2 separate regions of the Danio rerio genome follow, and region 2 is linked to region 1. Evidence: chromatin contacts called from public Hi-C data. All regions are on one chromosome and are shown on one strand. Each heading gives the region's core, a stretch centred on a gene start, on an enhancer-like site or on the middle of the called end of the contact. The rest is flanking DNA. Distances are from core to core; before and after follow the strand shown. Region 1 overlaps dmtn (dematin actin binding protein). Region 2 holds the start of tcimb (transcriptional and immune response regulator b).

The links. Hi-C and Micro-C count contacts between places; a contact is called where the count stands out from the background.
Region 2: a Hi-C map of an unstated tissue shows a contact between it and region 1, with 2.8 times the contacts expected there. The contact joins the promoter of tcimb here to the enhancer-like site in region 1. A contact is called at or near these places in 3 of 18 Hi-C or Micro-C datasets (caudal fin, hematopoietic stem cells and an unstated tissue).

What each region holds. Positions count from the first base shown.
Region 1 is chr10:25,000,195-25,007,606 of GRCz12tu, forward strand. dmtn (dematin actin binding protein) reads left to right here. Exons shown (of 16, transcript NM_001201409.1): 9 at 742-851; 10 at 1,023-1,128; 11 at 3,016-3,080; 12 at 3,757-3,805; 13 at 3,943-3,950; 14 at 7,189-7,254. Among named protein-coding and RNA genes, the nearest start is that of dmtn, 32 kb to the left of the region's middle. Within about 2 kb of position 2,902, at least 4 of the 62 cell types and tissues checked have an H3K27ac peak or open chromatin away from gene starts, as enhancers often do.
Region 2 is chr10:25,124,427-25,131,838 of GRCz12tu, forward strand. tcimb (transcriptional and immune response regulator b) reads left to right here and starts at 4,423. Exons shown (of 1, transcript NM_001386670.1): 1 at 4,423-5,214. The coding sequence starts at 4,553. The coding sequence ends at 4,855.

The sequences.
Region 1 (7,412 bases), core at 1,652-4,151:
TGCTGCAAGGCGATTGTGCAACCTGGGCTGTCATAATAACCAGTAGTAATAAATAATTATAATATTTTATTCAATATTAAATAGAAAAAATTATAAACATATTGAAATGTTAAATTAATTTATTGCTATTAAATAATACTAATGATAATAATTATCATTGTTATTATTAAATTATAAATATCTTAATTATAATTAATGCAATATATTTCACTGCAGTATTATAATATCATGAATATCAATATTAATAAAAGTATGACTAAATAAAATCCATAAAATATTAAATAATTAAATAGTAATTAAATAAAACAAATTTTATATAAATAATTAAATAATAAAAAGTACAATTTAGTTTATATTGTACAAATTGACTATATTTTTGTAAGTATAATTTTGAACTATCAATTAAATACAAATATGAATTCATACCAATCTCGAATGCTTCTGTTAATAATTATTATTATTCAGATCATTAACTACAATCATAAGTTTACAATGTAAATAATGTTAATTATAATAAATGGCATTATTATTATTATGTCAGCCGTTAATCATATTATATTGTAATATTGCGATACAGTTGTGATATAAAAGGTATGCAACTTAGTAAACATTATTATTAGTATTATATTAAGTATAATAACAACATCTTTTATAATAATTAATAGCAGTATTATATTGGAATATTTCAGCACTTTATCAGACTGTAATGAATCATCATTGATGTTTTTTTTCCTCCGTCAGAGATTGAGTGGAGGAGGAAGGCAGCAGAACAAGGAAAACCAATGGAGGACGATGACTTTGAGGATCTGACAGAAGACGCAAAGAGACTCCAGGAGCAGGAGCTTCAGAAGGTGAGCACTCGCTGAATATGAGCGCTCACTGTCTGCAACAATACATCAGACGCCGGACTTGATGATCAAGTGTTTTGTTTTCAGCTGTTAAAGTGAAGTTTGCAGTACTGGAAGGATGTGAGGAGCTTAATGGAGCTCTAATCATGACAGCAATGTTTATTTGTTTTTTAGATACAGTCCAACTTAGGCAAACTGATCCTGAAGGAGGAAATAGAGAAATCAGGACTCATCCGCAGAAAAACACGCTCTCTGCCAGATGGGACAAACATACATTTGGGTATGTAATGCTTGTTTTACTGAACACTCTTCAGCTCAAAGGAACAGTTGAACTAAAAATCAATATTTGCTCACCTAATCACCCTAGCAGAACACAAAAGAAGATATTTTGAAGAAAGCTGACAATAGCTTTTGACTGCCATAGTAGGGGAAAACTAGGGAAGCCATTGGCCATCGTTTTAATATTTATAGTTAACGTTTAAATAAGTACAAAATTATAATAGTTTATTGTGATATTCTAATATTATTGTGATTAAAATAATACTGATCTCTAAATGGTATGAATAAATGTTGTTGTTATTATTATTATTATTATATAAACATTAATTATAATAATTAAAATAGCTGTAATTTATTCTTCTTATAATTTCTTATATTTATTATATTATTTAATTATTTATCCTGTTATACTATTATTTATACTATCATTTTATAATGTTATGATTAAAATATTTAAAATTGTAAAAAATCTGCCTAAAAAATCTTTGAAAAATCTCCCTGGAAAAAAAAAAAAAAAAAAAAAACTGAAACAAAACAGTAGTTAAGTATCTACATACATGTATTTTTAAGATAAAATGAATTATTTTAATATTATTGTTAATAATAATAATTGTGAAATATTTGTTAATACAAATAAAATAATGATTAAAATAAATAAAAATAATGATTTACAATATTAACAATAATAGTATTTAATAATTGGTATTGATTTATACATACATAACACAAAAATATGAATATATATTAATATTCTAATGTATATTAATATTCTTATATTCATGTAATATTAAACATATCAATGCCATATCAGTCAATATAAATTATTAAATAACAATATGATCAATAATAATCGTTATTTTGAAGTCAATGGCTATTGTCAACTCTCTAGTTTTCCACATTCTGTAAAATATCTTCTTTTGCTTTCAACAAAATTAGTTTTTTTAGAATATAGAATTAGAGTTAGAATGTTTGTTTCTTTATTTGAAAAAAAATAAACAGGTTTGAAACCAGTAATTATGTAAATTAAATGGAAATTCTTCATTTTCTTTTCGGCTTTGTCCAGGGATTACCAACCCTGCTCCTGGAGATCTACCTTGCTGCTGAGTTCAGTTCCAACCCTGATCAAACACACCTGAACCAATTAATCAGGACCTGAACAGCTCTGGATAATTACAGGCAGGTGTGTTTGATTTGGGTTGCAACTGAAATCTGCAGGACGGTAGATCTCCAGGAGCAGGGTTGGTCACCTCTGGCTTAGTCCCTTTATTATTCTGAGGTCGCCACAGCGGAATGAATCGCCAATTTATCCAGCAAATGTTTTTACACAGCGGATGCCCTTCAAGCTGCAACCTGTCACTGGGAAACAACCATACACACTCATTCACACACATACACTACGGACAATTATAGCATACCCAATTCACCTGTACCGCATGTCTTTGGACTTGTGGGGGAAACCGGAGCACCCTGGGTGTTTATTGAATGTTCAATTTTGGGTGAGCTGTCACTTTAGGCATCTGATGTGTATTTCCTCCAAGTAGTGCTCACTCCAAAGCCATTTGGGCAGAGCTGAGCTCCAGCAAGGAGGAGCTTGAGCTCTAGCTCCTCCTTCCTTGCACTTCTTCTACGAGTGATGTCACTGGGAGTTGAGTTGGGGTTAGGGGTGGGGTGGGGTGGGTGTACGCATTAAAACTGTTTATAGGAGGAGGAGCGAGAGCTCAAGCTCCCCCTCGCTGGAGCTCAAGTGGCTCTGCAGCGAGCAGTGTCTCATTTCCTCAGCATGCAGGTCACTGAGGACGCCAAGTGTTGGAATGATGAACTGCATAGAAGATTTATAGAGAATGTCTGTTGTGCTCATAATTAAAGGTTTCATTTCTGTTTGCTGCAGGATCATCAGCCAGCACTACTAAATCTGCCTCTTTACCTCCATGCAGTCGAACAGGCCTTACCAGGGTAAGAGACCTTCTTCCTTTAAATTAGGCTTTTAAACATTTTAGTTATATTATGTGTTCCCATGGGTTTGTCTGGGATGTTAATCTGAGGATTTTTGCTATTAAGACCTAAAATGCTAAAATATTCTTGTCATATTTAATATTGACATTTAATATAATGCATATGTTTGTCATTTTACATGATTATGAATTAATAATATTAATTATATTATACTAATTGAATTAATAATGGATTTTTAAATAAAAACTATATATATATATATATATATATATATATATATATATATATATATATATATATATATATATATATATATATATATATGTATTATTATTAATAATAATACATTTTTTAAATATTTTCATTATTTCTGCTGTACTTTTAGGACTGTGTACATTTGAACATAAAAATAGCGTCTGTTTCGATTGGCTCACTTTTAAAATACTTCACAGTCATTAGTATGATTATTGTTATTATACAAAATAATAATAAAACATTTTTTGATTTTGAAATTACATGCATTTAAACACTGCAACAAATTTGTTTCAGTTTTCAAGCAGAGTTGCCAATCAAGCATTTAATGTGTCACAGATGTGTTTCATGTTTAAGATGTTTGTGTAGTTCTTTAGTGTCTGTGGTGATTTTAATTGTGTTGTTGTTGTTATAATGCATGTAGCTGCAGTCTGCAGACTTTTCCTCTACAGACAATGGAAAAGCAAAAACAGGTAAGATGTAAGGATATTAAAATAACAAATTAATTAGGCTTAGGTTATAAATTCATCATTATTAATGACTCAAATTACTGAATATTACCAAAAAAAATTGGAAGTAATTTTCAATTGTTTTCTTCATATTTTTTCAGGTGTACCGGTAAGATGCTTTTGTTAATTTGATTAACCAAGCATGGCCTTTTGGGGTTTGTTTTCTAATATGCCAGCAGCTTTTAGACTCTGACATGAAAACCACATCCTGTTCCTGCTACTAATGCCTCTTTACCCTGACATCGCCATTAGCCGGGGGTGTAAAAAAAAGTACTCTAAAGTGAAAGCACAGATTTTGAATGAAAACTTAAACAAAAAATAGACTTAAGTAAAGGTAAAAACTACAGCTTTAAATTATACTTAAATATTAAAGAGCAAAAATACAAAAGCAGAAATAAAAATGACATAAAATGTTTGATTTGTGATATTGAATCATCCTCTAATGCAAAGTGAAATTAATACATGAAGTAGGGCTGCACGATATTGCAAAATTTTGAGATTTTGATATTTTGTTTTGCTGCAGTACATATATATATATATATATATATATATATATATATATATATATATATATATATATATATATATATATATATATATATATATATATAGCGGATATGAATACAATGTCACCAGACAGCTTGAATAGCTCTCTTTTGGAAAGAATTCGTTCATTTAGACTAATTGGGATTATTCTGGAAGATTACAGAGATTATTTTTGGGAAGAAAGATTTTTTTTATCAAATTATTCAGGTACAGAAATAAAAAATAAATAAATAAATAAATAAAACCTGTAGTCTTCATTGTATAAATAATTAAATACATACATTTCTGTTAGATATATAAGCAGTAAAATTTCACAGGCCTTAAAAATACATGCAAAAGATAAACTCACTCCAATATGGGTAAACACATTGCACTTCCTGCGATGTGACTATTGTGGATGCACACACTGCGATATCGATGCTGAATCTATATATTGTGCAGCCCTATTATAAAGTCATTTGTCTGTCAGACGTAGAAAATGAAAAACAGTTCCTTTCCGTTGGTCAAAATTACTTGCTCTACAAATAGGCCTGTCACAATAATCAATATATCAACCTATCGTGCAATACTTGGAGATGACCTCTATCATTTTTGCAGTTGCAATATATATTTACAAATTGACAAATAATGTTAAAGCCATTTTACAATGACATTTACATTCTACCTGATCATCAAAGATTATAATTGAGCATTTACCTAATAGGACATTTATTAATATATATATATAATAGGACAGTTACCTTTTTAACATCAAATGATAGAATCTAAATAACCTTAACAATGATAAATATGTACAAGTGTATATGACTATTTGCATCACTATGCTGTAATGTAATCATTATATAATCAGTGGGATAAAATGATCTCATTGCATGGCTTATTGCAACAATTTCTGTGACAATGTACTGCACAACCAAGGCTCCTTATTGTGACAGGCCTATCTATAAACATGACTATATATAAAAAGTAGAATAATGTAATAAATAAATAACAGTTTGCAACATCAAGCAGCAGGGAAACACGCTGGCTCAGTGGTTAGCACTGTCACCTTACAGCAAGAAGGGTACTGGTTCGAGTCCCGGTTGGATCAGTTGGCATTTCTTTGTGGAGTTTGCATGTTCTCTCCGTGTTGGCAAGGATTTCCCCCACAAGTCCAAAGACATGCGCTATAGGTAAACTGAATAAACTAAATTGGCCGTAGTGTATGTGTGTGAATGAGTGTGTATGGATGTGGCGACCTCTGATATATAAAGGGACTAAGCAGGAAGAAAATGAATGAATGAATGAATGAATGAATGAATGTCAAGCAGCATGATAAGCTGATTTTTTTTTTCTTAAAAGTGATTGAGACCAAATGTCTCAAGCCAAAAAGGTTACAGGTAACACTTTACAATAAGGTTAATTAGTTAATGCATTTACTAACATGAACTAATCATGAACAACACATGTACAGCATTTATTAATCATAATTGAACATTTACTAATGCATTATTAACATTCAAGTCCATGCTTGTTACCATTAGTTAATGCACCATGAGTTAACATGAACTAACAATGAACTACTGTATTTTCATTAACTGACGTTTACTAACATGAATAAATATTGTAGGAAATGTATTATTCATTGTTTGTTCATGTTAGTAAACGCATTAATTAACATTAACTAATGAACCTTATTGTAAAGTGTGACCAGGTTAGAATGCTGTTTCTGTTCACATCTGTCCCTTTTTTTCATAAGTATGTCACTTTTACTATGCCGTTTATCTACTCCTAGTTAGTTCTTGGAGTGTGATTTATGGAAATTTAACAACAAATTAAAAATAATAATAATAAATTAAAAACAAAGCAATCAAATATATAACAATTTTAGGTATATTAAATATATAAGTATATTATACAATACTAATTATTGTAATACTCAAATATTAATGATAGATCAAATTTCTATTACTGAATTTTTGCACTCACTTGAAAATTCTCTATTACTCTAGTTTTATTAGGTGTGTGTTTGAGTAAAATATGAATACTTGCTTCAGTGTATGAAGGGCTGATAACATTTTTCCCAATTTCAAATAAAAATTGTATCATTTTTTATTTGTTTGTTTGTTTCTAAGAAAAATTACAGAATTGGTCAGAAAAAAATGTGATTGAAAATATGCAAAAATGCGAGTTTAAAATGGGAAGGAAATGTCATCAGTAGTTTCAACGTATAAAACAAAAAATGGTATAATTCAAAGATATAACTACAAATTGTTAATTCAAAGGATTTGAGAATTTTCCATTTATCCCAGCTGTCTAACAAGCTGAAACAATGCTGTGTAGAAAAACGGACATCATTGCTTTTTACATGTCAAGACACACATGTTTCGTTTCCATTTACCATATTTAATTAGCAAATAATGGATGTGCATAAATAAATATGATTTTCAAAACTTTTACTTTTAGGTGCAAATAAAAATAAGTCTAAAAAGTACAGTTTATTCTTCAGAAATGGACTCAAGTAAAAATACAAACTGTAACAGAGTAAAAAAGCAACCAAAATAATATTTTAGTATAGTCTTGAATTAATTTACACCCCTGTGTTAGCCTGCGCCTCTCTCTCATGGCTTCAGACTCATTAGATCTGCTTAAACACAGACACTCACACACATACACACGCTCTCTCACACACACTCTGAATAATGAGTCGCATGAGGCTGATTCATTATTGTGTATGCTGTGAGGCCTGCTCTCTGAATGTACCTGTCTCATGTTGATCTCCTGTGTCCCGCTTTTTCGGGGCTCGGGGGGCATCTTCATAGAATGGCGATTCACAGAGTGGCCGAATGGACAGAGGAAACTCTCTTCCTAGTATTCTGGAACAGAAGGTGAGGCAGATCTCAAGAGACGCTTCATAACCCCTGCCATACATTCACTCACATGCTTTCAAGCCTGGCATAGGTCAATGCTGAATTCTTTATGCAAGTATAATTCAAGATGATGCTGAATGAACATCCAAACCGCTGGATGTGTGACGGCTTGATTT
Region 2 (7,412 bases), core at 3,173-5,672, 130 kb after region 1:
AGACAAAACAAAATACAAGAAAACAGTGAAAATAAAAACACAAAACAAAACGTCAGTCAACTTGAATGCTTAATTTCATTGTTTCAAAAATATGATTTAAGACTCCTGCTGTAACAGAAACCTTTTGACATCTACTATGGCCTATATGAAGCTACATTTCACACTTCATTTATTTAAAGTTTTAATAGTGCTAGTATATATGGTGTAATAACATAACATGGCTTAACGCTAAAATATTCAGTGAGAACTCACCTACAGTATTGAACACTGGTGTAGATTCTTCTAAGGGTTTATGTGAATTAGCAAAAGCATCACTGTAATATCACTGGAGCTGCATGCAAAAAAACTGTCCTAAAAATATAAAATAAAAAAGGTTTATTAAATAATATTCATCTTTAAATACAGAGCAACAAATTGTATGAAAGAATTAAACCCCAGATAAAAGTAGATCTGATGTCAGCTGCAGTAAAGACTCGACTGGCAAATCAGACAACTAGTCCCAGTTGATCTAACACATTACACAGAGCATTTTTAAAAAGACAGAATAGTATAAAAAGTGTGGTTAAAGGTCTAAGCTATAGATTTGAATAACATCTAAAAGTTGTAGAAAAAAAAATTCTTAAATCATAAAAAAAGTAATTGGCATGAAATTACAGAGGAGCTAGTAGTGTTGCGTGGACATGGAAAAATGTTTTGTATAGTGCATGTAAAGGAAATAGACATTTGGTCAGGACAGAAGAGTCACTGTTGGTTACTGTTGTCATGACTCCATAACACTGCCCTAATGTTGATGGCTGTCGGCCACATTAGACTCCAAGCAGTGAACAACCAAGTCATAATTACCAATACAGTCAGTACTGTATGCGCAAATGGGAAGTCAATGTGGCGTCTCCCTTCCTTCCATTTGAAGGAGCAGTATGGTCTGTTTAATGCCTTTCGATATAAAACTATTGAAGTTCTCAAAGCATTCCAGTGCTAGATGTTACACTAGAGTCACTTGGAACCCACAAAGTAAGCTCTTTAAAAAAAAACTGGGTCTTCCAGGCAATGTTCCCACCAGCTGTTCCCCCTTGACCATCGCTTCACTATATCAAAAATAGATGTAATTCTTCAGAAATGTTGCGCATCAGCATAAGAGCACACATTTGTCATTGGTATCTTTATTTATAATCAACTCTTCCTGTTCTCATCGTCGTAGAGAACAGACTGGGATGGCTTTTGGGAACTAAATATAAGCACTGATTACGGACATTGATTACATTTACTGGCAAAAGTACAATCTGTCTTTTAAGTGCTTTTTAGAAGGAATAGGCTAATTTTATCCAGCAGTAACTACATATATCCAGAATAATCCTGAACTATAAGTCACTTTGTTGTTAATATGCAAATAAAAAATGAGAAGCCTATCAAGAATATTTTTTGTTCTTTATTTATACTATATATATATATATATATATATATATATATATATATATATATATATATATATATATATATATATATATATATATATATAATCTAGATTAATCTCAGATCACCTTCCTGACTAATGCCTTGGTTTGTGCTTTGACATGCACTGTCAATCCTGGGACATTATATAGACAGGTGTATACCTTTTCAAACCACAAGCAACTGAATTTACCACAGATGAACTCCAATTAAGCTGCTAAAACATCTGATCAGTGCATGATCAGTGGAAACAGAATGTACAGTACCTGAGCTCAATTTAGAGCTTCAGCCAAAGGCTGTGAACACTTATGTACATGTGATTTTTCAGGTTTTTTTTTTTTTAATAAATTTGCAACAATTTTTTTTTTCACATTGTCATTATGGGCTATTGTGTGTATAATTTGGAGGAAATAAATAAATAAATCCATTTTGGAATAAGGCTGTAACATAAAAAATGTGGAAAAAGTGTAGCGCTATGAATTTGAAGACTACTTTTAAACCGTAAACAAAGTTTCGATTTGAGAGGGGAAAATAGTTCCATCATTCCTTCATTGTCTCAACACAAATCGATTAGGTTAACTTAACGTTTCTTAAAATGTAAGTAGGTTAAACAAAACAAATAAGTCATCCCAAAAATACTTAAAAAAAAATTTTTAAATGTGTTGTTTTAACTTATCACAGCACGACTTGATTTCTGTAAAGTTGTATGTTCAGACAGTACAATGAAACAAACTAACATACTGTACATTGTAACATGCTGTGGAACAAAGGCAGTGAAATGAACCGCCAACTTATCCAGCACGTTTTAACATAGCAGATGCCCTTCCAGCCACAACCCATTTCTGGGAATTATCCACACACACACACACAGACACACACTACTGACAATTTAGCCTACCAAATTCACCTGTACCGCATGTCTTTAGACAGTAGGGGAAACCGGAGCACCCAGAGAAAACCCACACGAAGGCAGAGAGAACATGCAAACTCCACACAGAAACGCCAACTGAGCCAAGGTGCGACCCAGCGACCTTCTTGCTGTGAGGCGACAGCACTACCTACTGCGCCACTGCATTGCCAGGCCATGACTCAACATTAGTAAATAGATTGTATATTGAAATGCATCAATGTCTCTGCTGATTTCAACACTACAGCGCTGAAGTCCTAAACGGTCAAATGACACCAAACATGATAAAGCTATGAAAGAAGATCATGAGCAGATGAATTGTATATGGTGATAGGCACATGGTTTCTTTAAGTAAATGGCAGGGATGGATTGGAGATGTGAGGAACTCTGCCATGTAAGGAGGATCAATCCTGTGCTTGGAATGTCCTAGTAGGCCTTCGTTAGCATTGAAGGAAAAGCAAATAATATTTTCTCAGCTTACAATGGTTTTATTTATAATTGCCCTTATGTAATTGATTCTAAAACTTTTTAGTGCAATAATTAAAAATACTGTAAATTAGTCTGTGATTCATTTAATGAAATTTGCATTTGACTGATTAAAAACTTCAAGACAATTCATGTTTAACTTTTTTAAAAATAAAGTTGAAACAGGATAATTGTATTTTAACAAACTAATGAAAAAGCCATATCTCTCATATATCTATCATAAGTAAATTGTCACAAACAAATTACATTTAAAAAAGTATATTAAAAAACAGATTAATAGATGTTTTTTTTTTCTGCTTAAGAAAAAGTCATTTTCAGGTAGGCTTTCATGGCACATGCACTATAATGCATGTGACAAAAAAAAATGCGATGCAGAAGGAACAATCAGTGCTTTTATCAGAACATGATCTCATAAAATGATAGATGCATGGTGTTCTTCCTTCCCACATTCATTGCCGCCGAGAAATAACGTTCTGCCAATAGAACGGGCCGTTTACTACGTAATGTCCTCGAGGAGGAAGGAAAGTGCTAAAATATTTAAAGTTTTCTGCTGACATTGTAAATAATTCTGGTCATTTCCAAAAAGTTTAAGGTGAGCGTCATGCAGGTGCTTCCCAGGTGACATAAAACATTTAAACATTAAACTTGTACGGATGAAATCATCTGAACTAAGCAAGCTAGTGGTCTCACCCTCTGTGTCCTCCCTCATCATCAATAAAACAGAAAGTATGACAAAATACACTGGAGAAACTGATTTGAAATGCTTCTGTAAAGCAAGAGAACTCAGTAACAGTGGCAGGAATAACCAAAGGGGGGTTTGATGGTGTTGCCATAAAAGAAGTTTTTCTGGAATGAACAGATTCACTCTGAAATATGCTGGGTTGTATTACTAGAATGCTGGGTCAAATAGTAAAAGTTATTTCAATTGAATCTAAAAAATACCCCAATGTTGTTTTTGACCATATTTGACCCATTATTGGTTTAATACAACCCAGAATTGTTGGTGTTCCATGAGTGTTTAAGGTTCTTCATAACCTGGTTGGTTATTAAACCATGTTGCCTACACTCAAAAATTACATTTGCTGTTTGTTCAAACAACACAACTTAATTGTTAATTGTTGTCCTAATTGTTTTTGTTCAATCTCTTTACATTTGTTAAAAATAATAATTTAGTTTTGCTTCATATTGTCTTAACACAAATCCGAGCATGTGAAACCGAGCATTTTTCTGTCTATTAACCATGTTTTTTGTTACATCATCATACTTTAACCTTGGTAGGTGTAGTAAAACTGAATATAAATAAACCACCACGCCTAAACTAGCCTATAAAGCTAGCCTAAAAACTCATGGTTAATTGTGGCTAACTAAATGATGCCACTGTCTTTAATACATCCCAATGCTTAGACTACAACAATCACTGTCATAAAGAAATTTACTAGACGAAGTTTACCTGAGGTATAGTAAGCTAGTAGTTATATATTAATGAAATCTTGGCTAAGTTCATGCTTGCGTCAGAACAGTTTCCCTCAGCGGTTCACCCTGGGCGTTTACTAACCGTTCCTGTGACGTCACATCTGAAGGGAATTCTCTTCCTCAGTCAGTCAGTCCTCTATAAAACCGGCTGCTATCACCCATGCTGGTTCAGTAAGAGCTCAGCCTCTACTATCAGACACAAGACATCTCGAAACGACTTCTCTGTTTTCTAACGCCATGTCTTTCTACGTGTCTTCAGACTCGCGTCGTGTCGGTCCCGCCGTGAGCGGCATCAAATTCGACACGGCGCACCGCAAGAAAGCGTCGCCAAACATTTTCGAGAACGTCAACCAGGAGGTGCTGGTGAAGCTTTTCGAGAAAGCGGGAGACCTGAAGGCGGTGGAGAGAGCCAGGAGCATCCTCACACTGTACCAGGACCCTGAGGAGATCTCCAAAGCGCTCATGGCTCTTCAGCAGGACAAGAAGGACAAATTCATGCTGATTACGGGACTGACCCGCCAGTCGCTGAAGTTTCGATGAGGAAAGTTGGATGCTGTGCAGTTGTTTGCACACGCTAAGGGAAAAAAACGTGAAGCATTGGCACACGCTACTTATGCTGGAGACTGATGTTCCTCGAGGCTTCGTGATGAACTGTTGATGGTCATGTTGGTGTGCTGTGAACACTGAACTGGACCAGTGCTTGAGCTTGCAGACTTGAGTCCTGATGCTTTCTTGACATCATGAAGATAAAGAAATGCATTTGAAATACGGACTGATGTCGCCGCTGAAATGTAAAGATGTTCAGTGTGTGTCATCCACAGTGTCTGCATTGCGTTGTTAAACATTTTACTTGATGAGAGAAAACATATTTTGAATAAAACTGTTTTTATACGATTCATTTCTGTGTAAATGTGTTTCACTCTCTATCTCTTAAAATCATTGTTGCATTTCCAAATATAAAGTTTTAAATAGGCTTGCAAATCTACAGTAGCCATTTAGTTCCCTGATTTAATTAATCAATGCAAATATAGCCTATTGATGCATCTGGTAAAATATTAATAGTAAACGGTTATATTTTACATATTAGTATGTTAGTTTTTTTTTTCTTAGTCAGGTACAAATTTTAAATAATGTAGTTGTGGTTTTAACAAGCAGTGTGTTAACAAATAAATTGTGCATAATTAATTGTTAACTTGTTATCAACTACTAGTGATGAAAGAAAATTATTTCACAAAATATATTTACAGCATGCGAAATATGGATATATCCTAATGAAAAATGCTTAGGAATTTTTTCTGAATATTTTTATTTGACACATTAGAACAACATGTTTTAAACTATTTAAATTACTTATGATGGCTGAAAATGCAAATTTAAAGTGCATTGCTCAACGAATACGTCAATTCAATAGGAATCCATGCATGCGAATGTTGCCTCCAAGTGAAACTTTTCCAAATGGTATTCAAGTCTCTTAAATAGCACAAATGTAGATGAAATTTTGCTAATGTTTCCACCCCTTTCAGACATAAATAGATGTTAAAATACAAGTGTCTTCTGTTTTAACTTTTAGATTTAAAATATTTATATATTGACTCTAAAATACCAAAGACTTAGATCCAGGTTAAAAATTAACAATAGTCTTGTAGAACTGATAGCTTGTAATGTTTTATGGTGAGTAAACATATTGATGCTGGAAATCTTTTCAGCCAGTCTTTCTTGTTAAATTAGCCGGAGTCCATCAGCAGATGTCATGGAACAAACTGTGTCTGCTCACTGAGATAAGGGTGTTTTCTGATGGATACAGTTGACCGTTGCTGTAATTCTTCAGTGGCAGTCAATTACTGTTCTTCTGGTTTAATCCAGTTTTCATGCTCTTAAATGGATAGTTCACGCAAAAATTTAAATCCACTCACATTTTACTTTTTCTCATGTGGTTCAAAATCTTTTAGCTAGAATTTCTGCTAAACATAAAAGACACAATTGTTAAATGTTTTAACTGGTATATAGCCACTGACTTCCAGAGTAAATGTTTGTAAATGTAAAAATGCTATGGAGGTCAGTAGCTACCAGTTCCCAACTTTTCTCAAAATATCTTGCAAAATTATCAGGAGAAAGAAACTACAAGTGAAGGGTGGGTATAATATTTCTTTATTATTTTAGACAAACTCTTTTCATCGAAATGAAATTTTTAGGCAAGTCAAGTCAAGCTTTATTGTCATTCCGTTACATGTGTGGACTTTCAGAGGATCGAAGTGTTGTGTCTCGCAGGGCAACGATGCTACAAAAATTAATCATAAATACAAACACAAGACTGGACATAAGAGCTTTAAAAAAACCTATGCATCGCTAACATATATTTTAAGATACCTTAACTATACACATAAGACAGGTTATTCAAGTCTTATGTTTTAATCTATTTTTAGATTTCATTGTGCTTTTTGACACTAAAACAAAGTTACTTTAGCATAACTGTATTTAAGAACTATTGTTGACTGACTCGCTGAAGTTTTTAGATGTACTATTATTACTATCACGAAGGATCAAACACATTGCTCTAAATTAAATCCAACTGTTTACACATTTAGTATCACTCAAAATACTGTTGGACCAATCACAATAAAGGACTTTAAAAGACATCTATTTTACCTCTTTTTCATAATTTAAAAAGAAGTCTTTTGTGGTCCCAGAATATGTCTGTAAAGTTTCAGCTTAAAACACCCATCAGATTATTTATTATACCTTTCAGAATATTGGGATTTTCTGCTCTGAACACAATGTAACCTCAATCTCCGGCTCCGCTGCGTCAGATAAACAGCACAGTGACAAACATGAAGGAAACAGATCTCCATAATGTTTGTGAGAAATACTACAGTAAGAACTTACTTTCCCAATGATTATTTGATGTATTTGTTATGGAGTTAATTCAAGCCCTTCTGCAATGATGAGTCACACACAATGTTCAAGCACACACACACACACACACAGCACACATGTTTTTTTGCATGGCAAATGTGACAGGATACACATTAATATCCACTGCTGTTTAGATATCCATTATGTACAAAATAAACCTGATTTAACCTCCACAAAGGGTTCA